Linked DNA regions of Mus musculus: region 1 is linked to region 2. Evidence: chromatin contacts called from public promoter capture Hi-C data. All regions are on one chromosome and are shown on one strand. The core of a region is the stretch at or near the end of the contact, and the rest is flanking DNA. Distances in the headings are between cores, read along the strand shown.

The links. Promoter capture Hi-C pulls out the DNA fragments that hold promoters and counts their contacts.
Region 1: a promoter capture Hi-C map of erythroid cells shows a contact between it and region 2, with 24 times the contacts expected there. The contact joins the promoter of Cox5a here to the promoter of Hmg20a in region 2. A contact is called at or near these places in 1 of 39 promoter capture datasets (erythroid cells) and 1 of 115 datasets of contacts at active chromatin or transcription factors (pancreatic cancer cells).

The regions. Positions count from the first base shown.
Region 1 is chr9:57,517,907-57,523,761 of GRCm38.p6, reverse strand. It overlaps Cox5a (cytochrome c oxidase subunit 5A), which reads right to left and starts at 2,530. Exons shown (of 5, transcript NM_007747.2): 1 at 2,347-2,530. The coding sequence starts at 2,434.
Region 2 is chr9:56,416,568-56,422,483 of GRCm38.p6, reverse strand. It overlaps Hmg20a (high mobility group 20A), which reads right to left and starts at 3,865. Exons shown (of 10, transcript NM_025812.3): 1 at 3,553-3,865. It overlaps Peak1 (pseudopodium-enriched atypical kinase 1), which reads left to right and starts at 4,434. Exons shown (of 7, transcript NM_172924.3): 1 at 4,434-4,543.

The sequences.
Region 1 (5,855 bases), core at 1,281-3,780, 1.1 Mb before region 2:
CCCAAAAAAGAGAAATAAAAGAAAAAGCAGAAAATTTCCTTTAAAAATATTTTAGTTGGGTGGTGGTCCATGCCTTTAATCCCAGTTCTTGGGAGGCAGAGGCAGGCAGATCTCTATGAGTTTGAAGCCAGCTTGGTCTACAGAGTGAGTTCCAGGACAGCCAGGGGTACACAGAGAAACCATGTGTGTGTACACGTATAATCTCAGCTAAGTGTGTATGGTGTTACACCTATAATCCCAGGACTCAGGAGGCAGAGGCAGAAGGGCTACTACAAATTTGAGGCTAGCATTAATCACACAGTCAATTCCAGACAGTACCCCAACTCAAAAGTCAGAAATAAAAAAATCTCGAGATATTTATCTATATGGGAAAAGAAAAAAAAGCATTTGTTGCCTTAGCAAATAAGACACAAAAAAGCAGCAGGATAACTCAAATTTAACTGAGAAAGAGAAAATAGCTCCATCACTAACAAAAAGGTCAGTTTCCCAAGGTAGGCATCAGTTTCTTCTGTAAAATATGAGCATCTACTTGGTTTCTCTTTTTGATTTTACTTTTTATGTATTTTTGCCTGCATTATGTGTATGTACTTCTTGTGGGGTGCATAAGGAAGTCAGAAAAGGGTGCTGGGAATCGAACCTGGGTCCTTTGCAATGACAAGTACTCTTAACCTATGAGCCCTTGCACTCCCCAGGTTTCCTAAATGCATTCCAAAGCTGAGTGTGGTGGCACACACCCGTGGTCCTAGGCATTCCAGAGGTGGATGCAGGAGGACGATCATGACTACACAGCTACTTTTGAGTCCACCCTTGACTATCTAAGATGCTATCTAACCTCTTCCCACCAAAAAATCCTAAACTCCCTACAGTCGACTCTCTTGTTGTTAATACAATGCCTTACAAAAGACAAACTAAATGAAGCCAAAAAAAAATTCTTTAGGTTCCAGTAATCAAGGAAACAATTTTGGAGTGTCTGAGGCCCTTCTTTGTGTGTGAGGCCATGGCTAGACTGGAACACAAAGAGATCCACCTTTTTCTTTTTCTTTTTTAAACCTCCCTGTGAGTGTTGGTCCCAACGTACCTGGCTAAGTTATTTTTATATCTACACACATGAACTAAATCTCATAAAACACTAATGTATCTCAGACCAGGATCCAAGCACACAACTACTGTGATTAAAGTATAATGCCTGTGCCGGGTGTGGTGGCTCCCAAGGTTAATCCCTGCACTTAGGAGGCAAGAGGAATGCAATAAGTTCCTCGATAGCCCTTTTAGTACCATTCTGAGTTCTAGTCTAGTCTGGGCTATAGAGGCCCTGTTTCTAAAATAAAATACTCCTATTTATTTTAGGCCGATGCCGGCCTGGTTTACAAAGAGTTCCAGGACAGCCAGGCTACACAGCTGACACATACCACAACCAAACAAAACCAAAAGTAAGATAGATGTACCGTGCTAAGTGGAGAGGGTCTGAGAACACACCAAGTGGCAGAGCAATTATCTAGCAATGCAGGGCCCTTGGTTCCCCCTCAGCAATGGGGGTGGACAGTGATGGGACACAAAATCTCCTGATCACACAGAAGGGGAAACAAGCAACCAAACATAATACTTCATAAGTCAGCACTGAAGCTTCTCATTTTAAACGGGTGGAGGGGAATCCACGAAGCTTTCCCATGTTTGTACACCCAGTATTCCTCAGTATTTGGTACCCAATCTTGTAAACGTTATCATTCTTTCCATTAATATTTGTCAATGTTCAGGCTCTCTTACAAGCCGCAAGAAACCACACTTTAAATTATCTATTTGAAACGCAGGGCTAAAATGTGGCTCAACAGTCCTCAAACGTGGCCGTACCCAGTTATGAAGGTGACACAAAAATGCCAGCAGAGAATTGCCTGATCAGGGCTAAAAGGGTATTGTGTCCCACTGGGGAATCAAATTGTGTTCTAGGAAACGCAGAGGCGGGCGGCGCGCCCGGAGGCTCAATGTCACCTTCGCCAAGATGCCGCAGGCCGGCGGGGGCCACTCCCGGTCAGGTGGCTGCGGGGTCAGCGCAGGGAACGGTCACGGCCCAGAGACTGAAAGGAAGTGCTGAGCTCGTCCTCGGCGACCCCGGCAAGTCCACACACCTGACTGGCCGCGGGTTCGGCATCAGGAAGTGGCGGGGAGGGAGGCCCGGAGGAGTCTCCTACACGACTCCAGACGGCCGCGGACGCACTGCGGTCACCGGGCTCCAATGCCGGCTCGCAGGGCAAAGGCTAGGCCGCCAGGGAGCCTGCCCTCGAGTGGCGGCGGGAGCCCAGGTCACAGCAAGGACACGCGAGCGAGGGCTGTGGCGGGCGCGGACCTTACCGGCGGCGGGGCTGGGAGCCGAGGCGGGGTGCAGGAGGCCTCGGGCAGCCGCGGCTGCGGTACAGCGACGGAGGGCAGCGGCGAGCATGACGGCGACCACAGCGCACTGGCTGAGGCTGACGAGAAGCCGGTGTGAGCTCGCGGGCGGTACAGCAGTTCGCGGGGGCCGGACTCACGCAGCGACGCACGCTGGGCGGAGCATAAGGCCGGCCCACTGCGGAGCTCGCGCCTACGGAAGCGGGTGGGGCGCCATGCGGTCGCCGGCGGCTACGGCGGCCGTGGAGGACAAACCACGTCGGCGCCGCGCCAAAGCTGGTCCGATGACCCGGGTGACCGTAGTGAACATTCCTGCGTGGGAGGAAAGGCAGGGTGAGCAATGGACAATGTGGATTTGGAATCGCCAACAGAGGAGACTATCACAATTTGGAATTGTAGCGATAATAACGGCAAACTATAATAAGAATAACCGCTTTGCCCCCGCGCGTTGGTGTATGCTATAATTCTAGCCCTCTACAGGCTAAGTATTAGGAATTTCAGGCTCTCTTATGCAACCTGAGTCTCAGAAAAAAAAAAAATCATACTGGGAGTAGTGACTCAAGACAATAATCAACATTTTGGAGGCAGGGGGAAAGGGGATTCAAGGACAGCCTGGGTCACATGATCCTCCCCCACCCACTAAAGCCCAATTATTTACTTTTACCCATTAGGAAACCGACTCAAAAATTACGTTGTTTAGGGTCTAGGAAGATAGACGGTTTAGTGGATAAAGTGCTTTCTGTGGCTCAGTAGTTAATAGTTTATTAACTTTCTGCGCTCTCAGAGGACTCACGTTTACTTCACATCAGGTGGCTCCCAACTGTCTGTAACTCCCGCTCCAAGGGAATCTGACACCCTCTTCTGGACATCACAAGTACCCACATTGTGCTGTGCTATATACTCACACACATACATGTAAATAAACTTTACAAATGAAATGAAGGCACGGATGAATAAGTAAACGAAAAATGAAAAAAATGTACCTTGATTAAACGAGTATGAATCCATGAATTGGCTTTCCTAATCTTGACTTCTCTGAGCCAATTATGGGACATATGTTAGTTATCTTAATTTTATTTTTGGTTATAAGGTGTGGTAGTTATTGAATAAGAATGGCTCCCATAGTCTCATATATTTGAATGCTTGGTCATCAGAGAGTGGCACTATTTGAGAGGGATTAGAAGGTGTGGCCTTGTTGGAAGAAGTGTGTCATTGGGGGTGGGCTTTGGGGTTTCAAAAGCCCATGCAAGGTTCAGAGTCTCTCTCTTCCTGCTACCTTCAAATGTAGAACTCTCAGCTACTTCTCCAGTACCATTCCTGCCGTGCTTTCTGCCTGGATGATAATGGACACTGATCTCTAAAACTGTAAGCCAGCCCCAGTTAAATGCTTACTTTTATAAGAGTTGCTGTGGTCTCTTCACAGCAATAGAACACTAAGGTTTCATAGTAGCCCTGCCAGGCCTTGAACTCACAGAGGCCTGTCTGCTTCTGCCTCCTGAATGCTGGGATTAAAGGAGCTGGCTCACCAGCTCTTAGTTACTTTTTAAATTGATACAACAAAATATGTGACAGAAACAATTTAAGGAAGAAAGTGGGTTTGTTGTTGCTTGTTTGTTTTTTACAAAAGGGCCAGGCTATGCCAGTGCCTGGCAGATACAGAAGTGGATGCTCATAGTCATCTATTGGATGGAATACAGGGTCCCTAATGAAGGAGCTTGAGAAAGTACCCAAGGAGCTAAAGGGGTCTGCAACCCTATATGTGGAACAACAATATGAACTAACCAGTACCCTCAGAGCTATGTCTCTAGCTGCATATGTAGCAGAAGATGGCCTTGTCGGCCATCAATGGGAGGAGAGGCCCTTGGTCTTGCGAAGATCATATGCCCCAGTACAGGGGAACGCCAGGGCCAAGAAGAGGGAGTAGGTGGGTTGGGGAGCAGGGCGGGGGGAGGGTATAGGGGACTTTGGGGATAGCATTTAAAATGTAAATGAAGAAAATATCTAATAATAATTTTTTTAAAAGGCCAGGGATGTAGCTCAGGGGCGGAGTGCTTGTTTAGAATGATTTAACTCACAAGTAACACTTGCCTTTTTAAAGATACAGACTCAGTTGATGTTTATTATAGCCATGGGTGTAATCATCACAACTTTCTAGTTCCAGAACTTTCAGTCCAAGAATGGTTATCCCCACCCCCACCCATTGAAGGAACTTCTGACTGCCTTTCTGCTACTATAGCTTTATAAAGTTTTTTTATTTTGCTGGGCTTGAGGGTGGACAGTGCACACCTTTAATCCTAGCACTTGGGAGGCAGAGGCAGGCAGATCTCTGAGTCTGAGAGAGTTCCAGGACAGCCGTGGCTACACAGAGAAAACCTGTCTTGAAAAACTATACCAAACCAAAAGCCCCAAAACCCAAACAAAACAAGAAATGATTTGATGTGTAGGAGTGTTTTGTCTGTCTTATACATATGTACCACATGCACACCCAACATGTCAAAAGAGGGCATCAGATCCCCAGGACTGGGGAAGCAGATGGTTGCGATCTGATGCCAGGTGGGCGCTGGGAACAGAACTCTGGTCCATTTCAAGAGCAGCTAAGTCATCTCTCCGGCCCTTTGATTGCTTGTATGTTTCCTTTTATCCCTCCCCGAGTCTTGGGGAAGCATGTCGACTCTAAGCTGTACCTTCAGCTCTGTACACTTATTTTTACTGAGACAGGGTCTCACTACATTGTCCAAGCTGGCCTTGAACTTACTCTGTAGCCCTGTCAGACTTTTCACCTGCCTCTCACCTTCCCAAGTAAGATGGGATTCCAGGCCTGTGCTACCACACACAGCAAAAGGCTTGCCTTCTGTGGATATTTCACATAAAAGGACTCATATAATGTGGTCTTTGGTTTTTTGGGTTTTTTGTTTTTTGTTTTTGTTTTGGTCTTATTTTTTCTCTCCCTTTGATCCAGGGTCTCCCTGTATCACCCAGGGAGACCTCCAACTTCAGTTATTCTCAGTCTCTCTAAGGGCTGGGATTGAAGACATGTATCACTACACCCAGTCTTAACTACCTCTACCTCTTTAAAGTCCTATCTATAGATGCTGCCACATACTATGGTACTAAGTAGGATTTCTACATAGGAATTTTGGAGGAACACTATTTAGCCCATAACATAAAATCAATCTGTACTAATTCCTCCCCTTGGTATTATATCACCATACCAGCTGAAAAAAATTAAATTACATTTATTCATAAAGGGGAGGGGTGTCACAGCATGCATGGAGGTCATAGGACAACTTTCAGTCAGCCCTCTTCTTCCTTTCGTGGAGAGTGGGTAGATGAGGGGGTGAGGGTGGGGCTAGGTGGAGAGGTTGGGGGTAGGATCAAACCCAGATCATTAGATCCGGAAGCAATTACCTTTTCCACTGAGTTGTCTTGCTGGCCCAAAACTTCCCTCCTCTGATGGTCAGCTGGCTATTTCC
Region 2 (5,916 bases), core at 2,616-5,115:
AAAACACCAAGCAAGCAAAATTCTAGCTTTGATCTATCAGCTAGGAAGTAAGCCCCAAGAGAAAAAGGGTATTTGTAATTTCTGTTCTTGAAGTGAGATCGTGACTGATACATAGCAGGATTCAGTGTTTGTTGAAATAATGAAAAACCATGTAAGCTAAATTTTCATTTAAATACATATGAAAGTACAGAAATAAAAGACAGCAAAGAAATAGGTACAATCATTTAAGCTGCTCGACTGCTCCTTTTAGCCCTCAGCTACAAAGCAGAAACCAAAACCACCACCACGGAGGTACCAAGTGAAGCCGCAGGTTATAGCCCAGGTTATAACACACTAGCGTTAGCTTTACAGGACAGGGTAAACAAAAGGATGTGGAGAGACTTTTGAGCTATGTAGCATCTGTGCAGATAATCAAATTCCAATGAGATGGGCTCCAGGATTCTGGCTTACTGTCTTAATGTTTCAAACTGCTCTGAGCAGTGTATGCCATGCCTGCTTTAAGGAAAAGAAAATAGTTACTTAATCAAAATACTCTAATCAACGACTTCTCTATCATAGAAGTAACAGTATGTTTGCAAATGGCTTTTCTTTTCCTAATTTTGACACTAGGGATAGATTTTTAAAAAGCAACAAAGGGGCATTATGGGAAAATCCCTTGGGAGGAGATAAGCCCTTCCACAGAAACATTCTTTAAAGAGGAGGAGGAATAGGCCACGTAGGCTTCCTTTCTCTATTTTTCAGCAGCGTACCTAATAATTCTTCTTTGATGGGACCAATGAATAACCGTCACTTAGCACAAAGCATCTTCCTGATAGGTACTTTCTATATTGCTTTCTTCTCCACAGACAGTTCTTCAAGCTGCACATACCTTGCCACAGCAATTTGTCTTATTTCTATTACCTTGCATGCCTCCCACAGAATATCTTCAGGATCAATTTCATAAACTCCTTTGCTTTCCAAAACTGTTCCCAGAAGGCAGTACTACTGAATCGCAACCAACATTAAGACGTTATTTTCTCACTTTCTCGATTAGTCCCTCCCTGTTCCAATTCCTAACACTAGCGTTAACTGTTCAGGGTGACTCTATCTAGCCTTGTGCATTCATGGAGAAGATACTGCACACTCACTTCCTTGTCAGTTCACAGCCACTGGGTGCAGTGTACATGTCCCTAACCTCTATGAATAACCATAGACAATATTTTTCTTGTCTTTTTAAAATTAACTACTGCAGCAATTTTGTAGCCTTTCAAATACTGATTTTAGCACCTCAGAAATGTTATTTTTGGTGATGGTGGTGGTGTTGGGGCTGAAATGGAAGCCCCTACATAGGAGGCAGGTGGTGCTCTAGCACTCAGCGCCATTCCAAGCCGACCAGACTGATATGTCATTTATTTTTGAGATAAGGTCTCATTGTGTTCCTCTGGCTGGCCTGGAACTCGCTATGTAAACTAGGTTGCCTGGACCTCACTGAGATTCGCCTGCTTCTGCCTCCTGAGTGCTGGGATTAAGGGCGTGCACCACCAAAATTAGACAGGTTGGGTTGTTTTTGTTTTTGTTTTTTTTCCTGTTAGTACTGGTGATCAAACCCCAAATCCAGAGGCTCATATTACATACAGTAGACAAGTGCTCTACCACTTAGCTATACTTCCAGCCTAAAAATAATTCTTTCCTGTTAATTGAAAATAGATTTTGTTCATACAACATATTTTGATTAGCTTCCCCACTCCTGACGCTTCCCATCTGAACTCACCCCCTTTCTGTCTCTATTAGAAAACAAACAGGCATCCAAGGAAAAAATACAATAAAACACACTATCAGAATAGGGCAAAACAAACAAGAAAAAGAGCCAAAGAAAAAGCACACAAAACTCATAGATGCAGAGACACACCCTAAACCCAAATTGGAAGCCATAACATTTACACAAAAAACATAAGGTTAAAGAAAAAAATACATGGAACCTCCAAAGATTTGCTGAGTTCATATTGTGATGGCCATGGGGCCTACCCTTAAGAGCGTTTCTTCAGTGAGACTACTTTGGAGAAAAGTAATTTTTCATTTGTAAATGGCTATAAATTGGAGATAGCTTCTGGGTTAGGGATGGGCACATGTGTCTACCTCTCTTTTCTGCTCTAGGACTCCATGTGGTGTAGACCTGTGCAGCTCTGTGCCTGCTGCTACAGTCTCTGTGAGCACATATGTGTGCCAGTCCTGGTGTTTCTAGAATGACCAAGAATATTTTTTTAATGTTCATGTTAAGGTTAAAGTATTTTTATTTTCACATTTAGTTTAAAATATTTTCTATTGTAAGTGCAAACTATGAAATTAGAAATACATGCACCTTAATATTGGAAGACAATGCAATTTTAGGTTCACCTGATAGCCAAAGTTTTTAAAAAACCATTCCAAATACACTGATTCTGCCAACAAACATACACTTGTATACTGTGTTGCAAGGAATCAAAATAGTTGCTTATTACTTCAGATATAGTTTCTTATTTGTTTGTGTGTGTGTGTTTTAAGCAGAATATAGAAAACCAGAAAGTTCTGTCTGCCTCATCTTTAGTTCTTCCCGAGACATTTTCCTCTCACTCAGTACGTCACTGAACTTGCCATCCTTTGGCCAGGTTTTAAAACCATAAATAGACCTCATTTTTCAATCAGTAACAAACTCAAATTACAAACGGGGAGACACCATAAAATGCATCTTTCATAAACATCCCAAGAAAGCTACATGAAAACAACACTAAAGTGGATGATGTCTTCTCCAGCATGAGGTGAATCCTTAAGTCCTAAAGGAACAGTTCTAAGTATGTAACACATTAGTGCCCTTTATTACGGTAACATCAAATCGGAGTACTGCAGCATGACACTCTCTCCCTCTGCAAACATGAAAATGCCCTGTAATTTGTGTGAACTATTCGGTACTCTAACTTATAAACTACCTCCTTAAAAGAGCGGCTAAGGAGCTCCTGTTCCGTGTCTAGGTAGAGCCTACACTACTTCACTCAGTTAAGGACAAGCTTGACTTGGGTGCAAGGGTGGGCAATTCACAAGTCACATAACAAAGTATGTAATCTTGCAGAGAATTTTAACAAGGTGTTTAAAATTCTTTGGAGACAGCATTAAGACAATCTTGCTGGGGAGAGATTTTCCAATTTACACACAGAAACAAAATACATAAATTCTGATCGTGGCCTGGTGATTATCATAATTTGGGGAAATAACCGAACTTGTGACGTGAAAATACAACCCCAAGGCTGTAGGAACTCTCTCTGAGAATGGCACAAACCAACACCTTTTCTGGCTCTCATCAACACGGGAAGTGGCTTGGACACCCCCCAAACATCATCCTACCCCCACAGGAAGTGAGTTACAGTTCCCCCTCCCCTATGACAGCATGTCTCCCTTCCCCCAACCGGAAGTGAGGCGCCCCCATTCAGTGGGCCTTAAACCAAGACAAACCAATAACAGCAGCAGCAAAAGAAGGATGATCTTCAAAGGGGGAAGGACATCTCGACTGTTGCCACCCCCATGCTCGTCTTGCTTACTAACCTGCTGACGGCAGGAGCAGGCAGGGGCCTGGGGACTAATGAAAGTCCCTTGCACAGAGGACAATTCCCTCAGCCCCTCGCAATCGCCTTCACTCTTCACTCCGTCGTCTCACAGCTTGACAGAAATTCCTCCGCAGTACTTTATTTTGGTGTCTTTTCTTACTCTTTACCTAATCACTTAGTCACCTCCAGATAGGTAACTTCTTTTAACGTGGTAATACTGAGAATTGTTCCGTTGAGGAGAGACGTGAAATGTTATACCCGATACTTTCAGAGAAATGAAGGGATTATTTTGCCCAATGCGGCGAAGGACTACGTGACCACGCAAGGTGAGACACACTTTCGCGAAGGTTCTTGGGAAATGTAGTTTTCATTTTCATTGCTAAGGCTCTCAAAAAATAGTGGGACTTAAATTTTAATTACTGTATACTGGACTCTTAGAGGATAGTTATTCTGTACTAGACGAATGGCTGACTTAAGGTGATTCGGCCCCGAAAAAAATCCAAATCTGCGCTGTTTCTTTCCACTGGCGTTTAATTGAACCCAAATTCCCCGTCACATGGACTCAAGGTCCCTGCCGCCCCGCCCCCTGGCTTTGGCTCCACCCCTCAGCCAATCAGACTTTCTCTAGCTCGTGTTCTCCGGATATTGGCACTCAGGGAGGCGTGGCCTCTTGTCAACTCCTCCCATGGGGCTGAGAGTAGAGCTCGGAGACCGCCGAGGTTTGGTGCGGGCACGCGCGGGCGAGCGCGCGCGGTCTGAAGAAGTGAAGCGGCAAGGGTGCGCGCGGCGGGGCGGCGTGCAGGGTTGGGAGGAGCGAGCGGACTGGTGGGCTGGGCGGACGGAGAGCGGCCGGGAGCGCGCTGTGGACTCCGCGGCCGCGAGTAGTTAGTTAGTTGTGTCAGTTGCTCGGTGGAGGCGGCCGCGATCACCAGAAAGGGGACGGGACAGGAGGCAATGCTGAATATCGCAACGGCTTGTGCTCCCCTCAGGTAACGGGGGCAGGGTTGCCCACGTACCCTCCGGTCCCTTTCCCACACGCGCTGGCTTATGGGGCCAGGGTCGCCGAGAGGTGAGGACGCGGACCTAGGGGGGATCGGGACTGGGTGGCGCCGCAGGGGCTCGGCAGCCCGTGCGTCCTGCGGGGCGCGGGCTGCAGTGCCCCGGCCACCCACGCGCCCCGCGGGCGCCGCGAGCCCTCTCATGCCCCCCACCGGCCCAGGCCTCGTTACCCTGGCTGCGATGGTCCCGGGAGCGCGGCGCCCCCCAGAGGAGGGAAAGTTGGAACCTGGCGGCTAGGGACTTCCCGGGGCTGGGCTGCGAGGCTCCAGGGGAAAGTGAAGCCTTAGAGGAGCTGGAGATGTGGAGGCTGGGGCAAGAAGGGCTTCTGCCTAGTCTGTATGGTCGCCTCACTCCCAGACTTTGGAGGATCAGGCTCAGCCTTGCCTCAGCAGTCAGGACGGAACCGGTGGCTCTGTGCCTGCTCACTTTACGCTCTGGCCAGGGAGCCCCTAATGTGCGCAGGCTTCCTAGGTTGCTTAGGGGTTTGGGATTTTGAGAGGCTGGGTTAGACATTTGTTTTTCTTTGCCCTTTGGCTTATGGGTTCTTGCCAATTTCCTTTCCTCCTTCGAAGAGGACTACCCATCTGAATTGGGTCCCCTTCTCGTTATCCCCCATCTTATGCTCCATTTGTTGGAGAGCTTGATTTTGTTCTTGGACTTCATTAAGGACTGCTGAGAGCAATATCAAAGAGTAGTCCGCCCTCCAGTCCCCCTCCCCCAGGCCCCATGTCTGCAGTCCAGTTTTTAAGGACCCAAATTGAGGAACCAGAGCTGTGGAATGGAGTTATTGGATGGCTGGTGTTGAAGGATAGAGATGAGTTAGAGGAAAACTATGATTTCATCTTTATTGGCCTTACTATAGAAAACCCAGTACATTTTTCTTTGCCTCTGTTGAATGTGGTAAGAGTACACTCTCAATTAAATACTTGGTGACTTACATAAAAGACTATTTTTAAGCCACTGGATGATGTGCATGAACTGCTTTTTCACCTGAGTCGGAATTGCTTTGAGTATTCTGTTTGGTGGCCTATCTGTTGACTTGATCTTTTTCTTTCTTTCTCTTTCTTTTCTTTCTTTCTCTTTTTTTTTTTCAGCCACACTGTCCTCCCTTTATCTACCTTGGCAAATTAAGTATGTAGTCAAGAGAACACATATTGCTCTCTGCAAAGAGGAAAAAAAAAAAAAAACCCAGAAAGCCCAAACTTGAATTATCCACAAGGGTAAAACTTTCCATGAGCAATCTTGGATACTCACTTCATGATGGCTTCTTTTGTAATCTCAGAGCATTTTAGATCTTTCAATT